Linked DNA regions of Gossypium hirsutum: region 2 is linked to region 1. The links are chromatin contacts, called in public Hi-C maps. All regions are on one chromosome and are shown on one strand. Each heading gives the region's core, a stretch centred on a gene start, on an enhancer-like site or on the middle of the called end of the contact. The rest is flanking DNA. Distances are from core to core; before and after follow the strand shown.

Region 1 (5,901 bases), core at 1,432-3,931:
ACAAATTAAAATCTATCCGGATTGAAATTTAATTATAATTTTTTCGTAATTAAAATTTAAGGACCACAGAAAAGAATTCCAAAACCAGTTATGCAACGAGAAAATAATGGCTAGGTTCTCAAACCTGTTCAAAAGGATGTATATCTAGCTAGGTTCTCAAATTTATCAAGAGGAAGTTACAAGTTTAAGGAGTATGAACAAATTCCAAATTCCAGAACCAGTTACAACAGGAAAAGTTAGGTTCCCAAACCTGTTCAAAAGGATGTTTAAGAAAAGTAGAATTTGGATCTCTCTCTTATAATCTAGTTTATATATACTGATGTTTCTTTTCTTAAAAAAAAACCCAAGTAGGACCTAATTAATCATGATTTTTCCATAGCAAGGGCATACATGGCTACTGATGAATACCCACATATAAAATGTGTGAATAGGCATGCCCCATTTTGTTGCAAATATTCAAACAAATCTGCCAAACTTTCCTTTTAATTTCTTCTAAAAGCAATTAGGAATTGATGAAGATGTAGTGGATGATACAATACATCATATGGGTTTCAAATCTATTCAGTTTTTCTTTCATCTCTTTTTTGGTCTTTGTTTGGATAAGATAAGGTCCTGACAATTGCTAGTTAAAACAAAATAGACAATGTCATGCAAGAAGCAGCATAATCTATCAATAATTAAAACTTTTATTCTCTTTATTTGGCACAATATAATATAAAAAGCATATATAAATATATGAATGTAGAGGCATATATAAAAAGCATATATAAATATATGTATGTCACAAAAACTATATTCATTTATGTAGAGGCAAGTCTTTAATATATAACTATGGAATCATCAAGAAATGCTTCTCTTTTCTTAGAAAAAAAATAAGTATCAAACTTCCAGAAGTTAGATAATTACTTACTTGGGACCACCGAAACCCATATTCTTTCCCAAAGCTCCATTATACTTCACCACAACAAGCTTATCCAAAAGCTGTTTAGATTCAGCAATATCTGCTGAACTCTAATGTACTGTTATATTTTTCTTGATGTTATATTTGGAATACAATAAATTCACAAGTAGAAGAATAATGAGAAAATATTACCACAAGACATAGGTGCTAAGTTATTATAAGGAACAACAAGCACTTCATCACTTACACTGCCTTCGCTCTCACTTGTGCTCTCTACTTGGTCCCTTTAATCAAATATCGGATTTCAAGTAAACCAGACAATTGGAAATAGTTCCAATAACAAAACAAAGAATAGAAGAAACAATGCAACAGCAAACCATGAAAACTCAACTCGTATAAAATAGACAAACTTCAGAGCAAGAATTCTAGACAGAGACTACAAAATAAGAAATAAACCTATCATTCTGCACAATTATCAGAAGTAAACCGATAAGAACTGGGAAAAGGATATTCTCTCTATACTAAGATCCTCAATCAAGCTACTTAAGTAAGGAACCACTTAGTAATAACTCAAGATTCTGTCATCTATATATCGAGAAACTCATGTCCACAACTCAAAATCACTCTTAAATCATCCATCAAGCACATCCAATCTTACAACAATTACTGCCAACAAACTTAGCCGGTCTCTTATTTCCTCTCTAGTTAAATTAATAAAATTAACATCCAATGCACACCTTATAACCTACGATTTTTATACTCAATTTCGGTCACAGAAACCACAGTTCAGAGATAAAACCCACCCTTTCCACCAAAATTAGAGAAAAAAAGAAAAAGAATCCATCCTATCAAAACATTCAAATATCAAACCCAGAAAAAGAAACTTTAAAAATATAATAAAAACATACTTGATTGTAGCCTTCTTCCCAGTCCCTTTTGCTCCATTTTTTTCTTCTCCAACATAAGACATTTAGTTATCATGTTACATATCAAGTAAACGAATTGAACAGAATCATTGGTCGGTATTGGATAAGTAGCCTTCTTATATTGTTTCAATATATAAAACTATATATTGTTACATTAATGTTCTCTGGACCAGCAATCTCTGCATCTAGTTGAGTACCATCTGCAGTATTTCCAGCACTGGTATTTCTTTTTCCTATTTCCTCCAAAGTTACAGATCCCTTCTCAGGTTTCTTCTGCTTGTCACATTCAGAAACCTACCAAAACAGACCATGCTAAATGTAAAAACAAATAATTTCCTTTCTAGACTAGAAAAGAACATTTGAAAAACTTTGGGCTTGAAGACATAAATAAACTCTACATTCATCTTTTCCCTTGAAAAATAATCTAGAGTTATATGTCATTCCACATTGAAAAACTGGTCTATGAAGAAAAATGAACGAACAATTCATCTTGTTATAAAAACAAATACAAATACCCAGAATCCAAAATCAGCGTTATAAAAACAAAAGAACAGGAAAATCGAGAAGATAGGAAAACTCGTTCTTACAGCTTGTATGTTCCTATCCTCATCGTCAAAAAAGAGCATTGAGTTGAAGGGATTTCCAGTCCTTGAGTGAATTCTCTGGAAATGATCGATCTACTCAAACCTCAAAGTGAAGAAGAAATTGGGAGAGGCGCAATTTAGGGTTTGGATTTGGTTGAAAAATGAGAGCATTTTAACCATAAGAGGGGTTGTTTGCCCTAGATTTGGTACGGCGCCGTTTATCTTCTCTTGAAATGGTGTCGATTTTGATCTGTTTTTGGGGAAATGGTGTGATTTTTTTAAATTAAAATGATTTTTTTTGCGGCTTACCTTTTGCAGAGTTTGTATAAAAATACCACAAAAATTAATTTATTTTGAACAAAACGACGTCGTTTGTATATAGTAACGACGTTTTTTTGCTAAAAACGCCGCTAAAGCTCGCATATTTTTAATATTTAATTATTGTATCTTTCATATAAATTTTAAATAAATAATTATTAAATTTTAAGTAATATTTATAAGAATTAGATAAAATTATAAAATTTAGTTTTTTATTTCAATTTTATTTTTGTATTTTATTTTTATTTCTTATAATTTGGTCCTATCCAAATTAAATAATTACCTATATATCCATATCAATCTATTAATTTTTTTAACTTATTTATTAATTCTATTTAAACTAATATTTAAATATATTAAATGGTTTAGATTAAATATTTTTAAATATAAAGGCATTAATTAATTGTATAAAATTTTATCATTTAACAAATCTCAAGTAAACCTTAACCTTAAACCCTAAATTAACCATTCAATACATATAAAGTCTATTTATTATATTCTCTTAAATAATTTAATTTCAATATATTAAATTTATTATTATCTCTTTTACAATTATATAAAAACATATTTAATATATTAATTAAAAAATAACTAATCTAAACCCTAACTCGACTCTTAAATCCCTAAACCCTAAATCCCTAACTCTTAACCCTTAACCCCTAACCCCTAACCCCTAACCCCTAAACCTTAAATCTCAACCCTTAAACCATAATCCCTAAATCCATACTTCCTAAACCTTACACTATTAACTCCTAAACCGGCCTTAAATCTTAAATTAGTCATATACCCTAAACCAAAAACCCTAAACTATAGTGATAATTAATTCAATATTTTAAAATTAATACTATCTCTTTTACGATTATATAAGAAATTATTTAATATATAAATTAAAAAACAATTAGTAATGTACCCAAAAAAATTTAAAATTATTTTAAATAATAGTATTTTAATTTTTCCATTTTTAACAAATATTTTTTTATGTTTTTTATTTCAAATTATTTCTACGTGTCATTATTTCAAATTTATCCATTTTTAACAAATATTCAATTAAAAATAAATTGAATTTTAATTAATATAAATAAACCATTAAATAGTAAATAGACAGATAAAATGTTTTTGCGGCGCTTTTTCAGAAACGCCGCTAAATCCCTGAGCATTAGCGGCGCTTTTTTAAAAAAGCCGCTAAATCCCCTAGCAGTAGCGGCGCTTTTTCAAAAACGTCGCTAAATCCCTGAGCATTAGCGGTGCTTTTTCAAAAACGCCGCTAAAGCCCCGGCATTAGCGGCACCTTTACAAAAACGCCGCTAAAGCCTCGAGCATTAGCGACGCTTTCCAAAAAATGCCGCTAAAGCCCCGAGCATTAGGGGCGCTTTTCCAAAAACGCCGCTAAAGCCCCGAAAGGTAAAAAATGATATCGTTTGGCAATGCTAATTTTTAGAGGAAAGCGCCGCTAATGCTCGATCTTTAGCTGCGTTTTACGTAAAGTGCCACTAATGCTCGATTTTTAGCGGTGTTTTTTGTCTAAACGCCGCTAAAAGCTTGTTTTGCTGTAGTGATGTAAGTCTTCATACATGCATAAAATGGAAGGAAGAATGGTGGACTTTGAATACAAAATTAATTTGAAATAAATTATTCCTTAATTGTTGTGATTTTATATCCCTTGATTTTTATCTTAATTTTCGTAACCAATATTAAGAATTTTTCTATTACTTTTTACATTGACATTAAAAAGTAGATATGTTTTTATTTAAAAAAATGAATCTGGTAGTAAATAAGGTTTAATATGAAATAAATTATTGATATTATAAATATTAAATATATTTACTATCTATTATTATGGTAATTTATTGGTTTAGTTATAAATTGTGCTAGTAGAAAATTTCAATTTAAAATAGAGTATTGAATAGTTATTTAAAATGTTTAATAATTTGGAATTTGGAACTAATGTAATAATACATCATTATTACTAATAACAAAAAAAAATCATATTTAAAACTTAATTAAAAAAATCCACTTTAAATATTATTTTAAAATATTTTAAAATTCAAAAAATTAATTTAAAACTCAATATTTTCATATACACTTTGAAATCTTCTTTTATTATATATATGATTACCCCGAATTTCTACCTGATTATTTAAAAATTTAGATATTCAACGGATTCAAATATCCAACAAATAATTTATTTAATTTAGATTATGATAATAATAAACAAATTTAAATGTTAAAGGGTTCTCCTCTCTCTCTCTAAAAGAAATGGCTTAAGGACTTTTCCACTCTTCATATGGTCATGTCTTGCATAAACTTTAACGTTAATTTGTTGATTGAGATTGTTTGATTTCATCTGCTGTTAAATCAAATTGTTTAAATGTAAACAAATATAAATTCTTTAAAAATAATTAAAAATCAATTAAGCTTTAAATTAAAAATATAATTAATTAAATTCATAATAAAAAAGTTAACAATTTATTGAGCCCTTAAAATATAGTTTTCCGTGAAATACCTTTACGAGCCGTTAAGTGTTGTCATGAAAAAATTTATGACGTGGTGACTAATGTAAAAATATTGTTGAGGACTTACTTGCTTTTTAATTATTTAAGAGGGCTTAATTTTTTTTAAAGCCTAAACATTATTAAGATATTATAAAAAATTATAAAATTATAAAACTATAAACATTATTAAAATTATAAATATTATTAATTGATTATGAAAAATGTGAAAGAATTATATAAATGTTAGAAAAATTTTAGAAATTATATAAAAAAATGTTATAAAATTTATTTTAAAAATTTATAAATTTTATTAAAAATATTAAAAATTGTTATTTTGAAGGTTTCAAGTTTTTTAGTTTTGGTAATAAGGAAATAGGAAGCTTGAAGTGTAATGGTGATTGGATATGTATGGAGTGCCGAGTCTGAGGTTTGAGCGACAATAAGTTTATTGTTGGCGGCTTAAGGTAAGTGAGTAATGGTTTTGGTTGGGAAGAGGTGATGCGGCCTAAGATAGTGTATGAGGGAAAACAAAAATGAGTAGTAAATTTTATTAATTTTTTAAAATTATTAAAATATTATAAAAAATTAAACAATCAATTAAACCCTTCACATCAGTCACTATGTAAACTATCACGTCATCGCTTAACTATCCGATGAACCTTTGATGGAAAATTATATTC
Region 2 (6,272 bases), core at 499-2,998, 730 kb after region 1:
ATATTTAAAGTTCGAATTTTTTATCACCCAAATCCTGAAACAGTAAATCCTAGTTTCCACACATGTAATTCAGGTGCTTTGCAGCTATATACTCCCATTGTACCCACATTTAAAATACATAAGCTTGCCAATATCAGAATAAAAGAACTAACCATTCACAAAATTAACAATAATAATAATAACAATAATCATCCCCACTCCAAATGTTCAGATTAGCAGAACTAACTCATTTTTTGATAGGCGAGTAATCGATGGAATTACAAATGGAGTAAGCATTACAAATGTTTTTGTGGGAGAAAGTATAAAATATCTAGGGGCAAGTCGCATCTCGTTTTATCTATTATTGTATTTATCTTATGTATTAATTTTTTTAGTAATTTACTACTTTAAGTAACTGCATTGATCTGGTAGCTACGCCACCTACAGAATTTAAAGGCCCTAGAGGAGCATTTGTCATACAACTTCCTACCAAGATAACTAGAAGTTTGAACTAATAAAAACCCTATTGAACCAAAAAAGGATAAAGGCCCAGTAGAAATTGCTTGCTTTTTGAGATCCCACTATAAATTTTATCCATATAGATTCTGATTGCCAACTCATGCATACTAGATCCAAATGTAAAAATAATATTGCCATAAATCGACAAGATTTTTCTAAACCCGAACCAATAAAAAACTACTCTTGACCAACCAACTTGTCACATCCTATCCTTTGAATCATTCAGAGTTCACAACAAAATGTAAGAGTTCACTCACACAATCCAGTTCATCTCGTAACAGATATTTGGAATCATCTAAAAAGTAAATCCATTCACTATCACGACCGTTATATTTGCCTATGCATATTCCTTCAATCTCCTAGCCTTACTGTTCATTTAAGTTAATTTAAACAAGCTAATAGTGAAATGAACAAAGAAATCACTAGAAATATACCCAGAACCGGTGGGAAACTATCTCAGCTGAGGCGGAGCTAGAGCTAGTTCCCCGAATAGCAGAATCATCCGAATCCGGACCCAGAAAATTCGGGTCATCAGCACAGGTAGCTTCCGAAGAAAGCCTCAAAGCCAACGCCAACTGCAATTGATAACTCTCCTCCGTTTGCTGCGCCCAGCTTTTTCCAGAGGACGAACCCCCAATTTTCGTTCTTAAATCCACATGCTCACAGCTCCCGTCGTGACCATAAACGAACCCATCAATCTCGTTGGCGGCCGTCGTAGAAAAGGTCGGCACATAATAATCTCCCGATAAAGAGCTCTCACCAAAGCTACTTCCACTCGATTGCCGTTGAAGACTGATCGACGAAGCAAAAGTATTCCCTCCCCCGCCGCCGCCACAGATTCGATTTACTTGTAGCTGGTTCTGGTTTTGGTTCTGACTGAGACTCTGATCCCAATCAGTTAAACCTCTCTCTGATTTCACTTTGTTCTTATTACTGGTGGCTTCGCTTGAAAGTGAATCGCAATAGGGAGGCGGAGCTCCTGATATGGACACGGTGTACTGGTCGTCGGGATACTGGCTAAGGAGAGAGTAATTAGATCTTCGTCCGGGCATTTCCATTGATACTCTAAAGGAATTGATCACAAAACCCTAGAAACCCTAGGAACCGCCATTGTTGAATATTTCAAGCCTTTCTAGTTTTTTTTCCTGAACTCTTTTTACTAATTTCTTGTTTTCCCTCTTTCTAGAATTCGATTATCGGAGAGAGAAAGAAAAAAAAAGGGAAAAGATACCATTTTTATTCGGTGGCCTAATCGTTTGTTTTTTATTCTCGAATAAACTATATAATTAATCACTAAAATTTAGTAAAAATTTTAAATAATATTATTAAATTGTTTTCTTGCTTTAATCGCTTGTTGTTAATTTAATTAACTGAAATTCATTTTAATCATTCTTTATTTTTTAAAAAAAATAATAATTATTTGATAATCTCAATATAAATTTTGATTATATCTATTTTGTTGACACAATACTTATAATTGTTTATATTCTCTTCTTAACTCAATAATAAATTTCAACACATTCAAATACATGTCCTCTGGATAACAATATCCAAATCAACTAGATATTTTTTTAATTTCTTTTATTATTTTAAAAAAATTACTAAAAATTGCGTTACTTAACTATAAATAAGAAATGCAAGTTTTATTTTAAAACTCAAGTTTTTTTCTACAAAAACTCAAATAGTTTCCTATAAAAACCTACGTAATTCTTTGACAAAACTTAATCTTAATTTAGTTTTTGAAAATACAAATAAAAAATAAAAATTCATTTTTAATTGTAATACAAAATTATTGCCCGGGGCCCAAAATCATTTACACAGCCCAAATTAAATACAATCAAACCCAATAAAACTTGGGCCAATCCCAACCCAATTACAAGGCCCAATTGGCCTGAAGTCACAGAAACCCTAAGCAGCAGATCGCCGCAGCTGCTCCCGCACGTCGCCCTTGCACGTCACACACGTTGTCCCGCGCTCCAGCACGTTCTTCCTGCAGCAGACAACAAACCTCGGCCACGAACAATAGTAGAAAAATACAATGAAAATGTAAAAAGGGAGGACAGTTTTTAGAGAATGGCTTTTTTCTATTTTTTCGGCTATATAAAGCCAATTGTTTTTTTGTAAAAAGGTGACATTTTTTTATATCTAGAAAACGATTGAAAAGAAATAAAAAGCAAAGGATCGAAGGGGGATTTTTGGGGAAGGTGATTAACTTTTCTTTGTTTTGTTTTTTCGTTGCATCTTACCACTTTTCTTGTTTTTTGTCTTCTCTTCTTTCTTTCTTCCACACTAAACAAATAGAAAAGAACAGGAAGAACCATACCTGGAGGGCGTGCTTGCGAAGTTCTTCCTGGTTCTGTGCAGAGAGCAGAATGAAGGAGTAGAAGGGGTTTTGGGAGAAGCGGCGCACGCAAGAAGAGAATAGCTTAGGGTTTTTTTTTAAGTTTTAGATGGCTTTTATGCAGCATATAAAACAGCGTCGTATAAGTAACCCGAAAACCGTGTGACCCGACCCAAAACCCGATCAGATCCGCGTGTTTTAGGCACTAATGGGTTATTTATGCTTTTAATCCTCTCACGTTTTCATCATTTCAAAACCACTGATTTTTCTGTTTTCAAATTTTTCCCTGGAACATTGAATTTGTTTTATTTTGGTCCAATGCTGCGTAGCGTTTTGGGGTGTATGGATTAATTTCCCTTTTGGTCCCCATCTGTTGTGTGTGTGTTCAATTGGGGTCACGCATTTATGTTTATTTCGAATTCGCCTTTAAATTTCTGTTTTGATTACAAATTAGTCCTTCTGTTTTTACACTAATAATATTATTATTATTTTTTAAACTATTATTATAATTATTATTATCACATTTTTATTCCAAGTTTCTGTATATATACACGCATATTTTTTTAATGTATATGCATATATTTTTTAGACTTTATAAATACATGTATATATTATATACATATATGTTTATTTTATTTTCATAACTTTTATATACATATATATACATTTACATTTTATAATAAATGTGCATTTTCCATATTTTAAAATCCATGCATGTATATGTGCATTTTTTATAATATATACATATTTTTTAGAAATTATTATAAGTTTTTTTTGTTTTGTACATGTCATTCATGTTTTATATATCTGTATATTTATATATACGTATCTTAATATATGCATATACATATTTTCAGAATTTATTAATATATTGTACTTATATATATATATTGTAAACACATATACATGAATAATTTAAATTAAAGTATTGATTTCATGTTGCACATCTACATTTTATCATACTTTTAAAGAAAATATATTTTGGTTTCGTCAAAGCATTAAAATCATCTTATTTTGTAGATTTTCAAAATATTTGGCATTCAGGATTCTTAAGAAAGATCGTGTCCTAACTTACTGGATTTTGATTGTTTTTCGATGAATTTAGAGAGCCAAGTATTTATTTTGCAATAAAATCACACAGATTTCAAAATAAAAGCTTATTCTCGGGAATTCAAAAATGTTGGGTCCTAACTTACTATGCATGACGTTTGTCACCTCGAAATAAGAATTTCTAAAAATAATTAAATAAAGGCAATATTCGGTATTTGGAATTTTGAAAACTTGTGCCCTAACTTACTGGGTTTCGATTTTCTTCATTTGACCTAAATAACCAAATATCCTTTTTAGGTTTAAATGCATGAGTTTTAAAAATCAAAAAGGCAAACTTAATTTTGAAGACTAAAAACCTTGTGCTTAACTCACTGGGTGTGATGTTTTATTTCTTTGAAATAAAAATGTTTTTTTTATTTTAATTCATTCAAGATAAAAAGTTTTTCTTTTAAATTCTTTTCAAATTTTCGACACCAAGACACTAAACAATCAATTTGGTACCGATTTTGGGCGTTACGAGGGTGCTAACCCCTTCCTCGTGGTAACTGACTCCCAAACCTATTTTCTCAAATTTCGCAGACCGAAATCGTTTTTAAGGTGAGCCGATCACACCTCAATAAAGGATCGGTGGCGACTCCAATTTTTGTTTTTAAAGTCGACGACTAAATTTTTTGTTTTATCAAAAATAGTTTCGACAGCTTGGCGACTCCACTGGGGACTTCAAGAGAGTCGAGCCATGATTCAATTATTTTTTGTCGAAAATCAAAAGTTGTTTTAAATCATGATTCCCCCTTTGCATTCATTGGTTTTATCATGTGCTTGCTTGATTGGCCTAAGTCTGTTAGTTTATTTGCATTTTGCATTTCATGATCAATTTTACCCCTCTAAGTGGGAGTGAGAAGCTAGTCCTTCGTGAGGTTTTCACCTCTGTGCAGGGTAGTGGACCGCTTTTGGGATACATCCGTACCTATGTCTTCGTGAGATTTTCATCTCTGTGCAGCCATAGGGAAATGTATTCCCCTGAACTGAACTTGGTCCATATGAGCCTATAATATCGAGGAATCTGCTGGTTCGGGTACCCTTACTCTAGAAGCCAAACCTCATATAGTGAACCTTAAGAACTCACCCTAGGTAGAATTACTCTTAACCTTAGTAGACACCTAATTAGGAGTTTTTACTATTTCTTGATTGTTTTGTATTTAATTAATACTGACTTTTTTGTATTTTACTTTGATTGCATGGCATTACAATTACATGGCATTTCATTATAAAGGCGTTGGTTCGTATTCGGTTTCTCGATAGAAAGTTTATCATGGGAAATGGGTTTCTTTATAGAGTGGAGGACAATGCGGTTGCCCGAACTTGGGCTGAGATGACACAGTGCGAAAAAGGTGATAGTTTGGCCGTGGGATACGTATCAGAATTATGGGACTTCACCCGTGTTAGCGTAGCCCAGAACAACTTGCAGGAGTTGAAGGAGATTTGGGATCAGTGGAATAATGAGGTTAGACAGTTATTCTATTCAAATTATGGGGATTTGCCTTATTTACTTGATGCGAAGGTAGACAAGCGTCTGTTTCGAGCTCTTGCCCAATTTTGGAATCTGGCCTACAGTTGCTTCACATTCGGGAAGGTCGATTTGGTGCCTACAATAGAAGAATACGTTGCTTTACTTCGGTGTTCGAGGATTCAAGTAGACAGAATCTACTCGAAAGCGGTAAATGTACCAACCTTCTTGAGGAAGCAGATGAATATAACGGGGATGAGTGAGCAGTGGGTTACAGCTCGGATCAAGCAAAAGGGGGATAGCAGGTGCATTCCTTAGAAAAATTTGAAAGGCCTCATTTTAGCGCATCCAGATGCGAGGAAGAAGGTAGATATCTTTGCTATAAGTATATATGGTTTGGTTGTGTTCCCTAAGACTTTGGGACATGTTGACGAGGCGATCACTGACTTATTTGATGGGCTTGATAAGAGAGTTTCACTAGTCCCGGTAATTTTGGCAGAAACTTTCAGGTCACTGAATGCATGCCGGAGAGCAGAAGAGGGTAGATTCATTGGATGTGCGCAGCTCCTACTTGCATGGTTCCACAGTCACTTTTGGAAGGTTGATAAAGTTTCGTATCGGGTTTTCTCTAAAAGTTACTTACCATTGAAGGAGATAGTGGCTACACCAAGGAGGGATGACATATCAGAAGAGAAATGGATGGCAATTTTTCATAATTTGCAAAAAGAGGATATCGAGTGGAGAGCTCCATGGTTGCTTCTAGGTGAGATCCTATATCGGTGTGGGTACTTTGATTGGGTTCCTTTGCTTGGAATTTGAAGAGCTGTTGGTTATGCTCCATTTCTTAAGGCAATACAGATCAAGGCAGTTTGTGCC

The links. Hi-C and Micro-C count contacts between places; a contact is called where the count stands out from the background.
Region 2: a Hi-C map of leaf shows a contact between it and region 1, with 2.7 times the contacts expected there. The contact joins the promoter of LOC107922232 here to the promoter of LOC107949479 in region 1. A contact is called at or near these places in 2 of 34 Hi-C or Micro-C datasets (anther and leaf).

What each region holds. Positions count from the first base shown.
Region 1 is chrD01:33,076,538-33,082,438 of Gossypium_hirsutum_v2.1, forward strand. It overlaps LOC107949479 (UTP--glucose-1-phosphate uridylyltransferase), which reads right to left and starts at 2,682. Exons shown (of 4, transcript XR_005908960.1): 1 at 2,415-2,682; 2 at 1,149-2,121; 3 at 911-1,019.
Region 2 is chrD01:33,808,438-33,814,709 of Gossypium_hirsutum_v2.1, forward strand. It overlaps LOC107922232 (serine/threonine-protein kinase CTR1), which reads right to left and starts at 1,749. Exons shown (of 16, transcript XM_016852149.2): 1 at 933-1,749. The coding sequence starts at 1,556. It overlaps LOC107921237 (a long non-coding RNA gene), which reads right to left and starts at 3,275. Exons shown (of 2, transcript XR_001690990.2): 1 at 2,822-3,275; 2 at 2,251-2,488.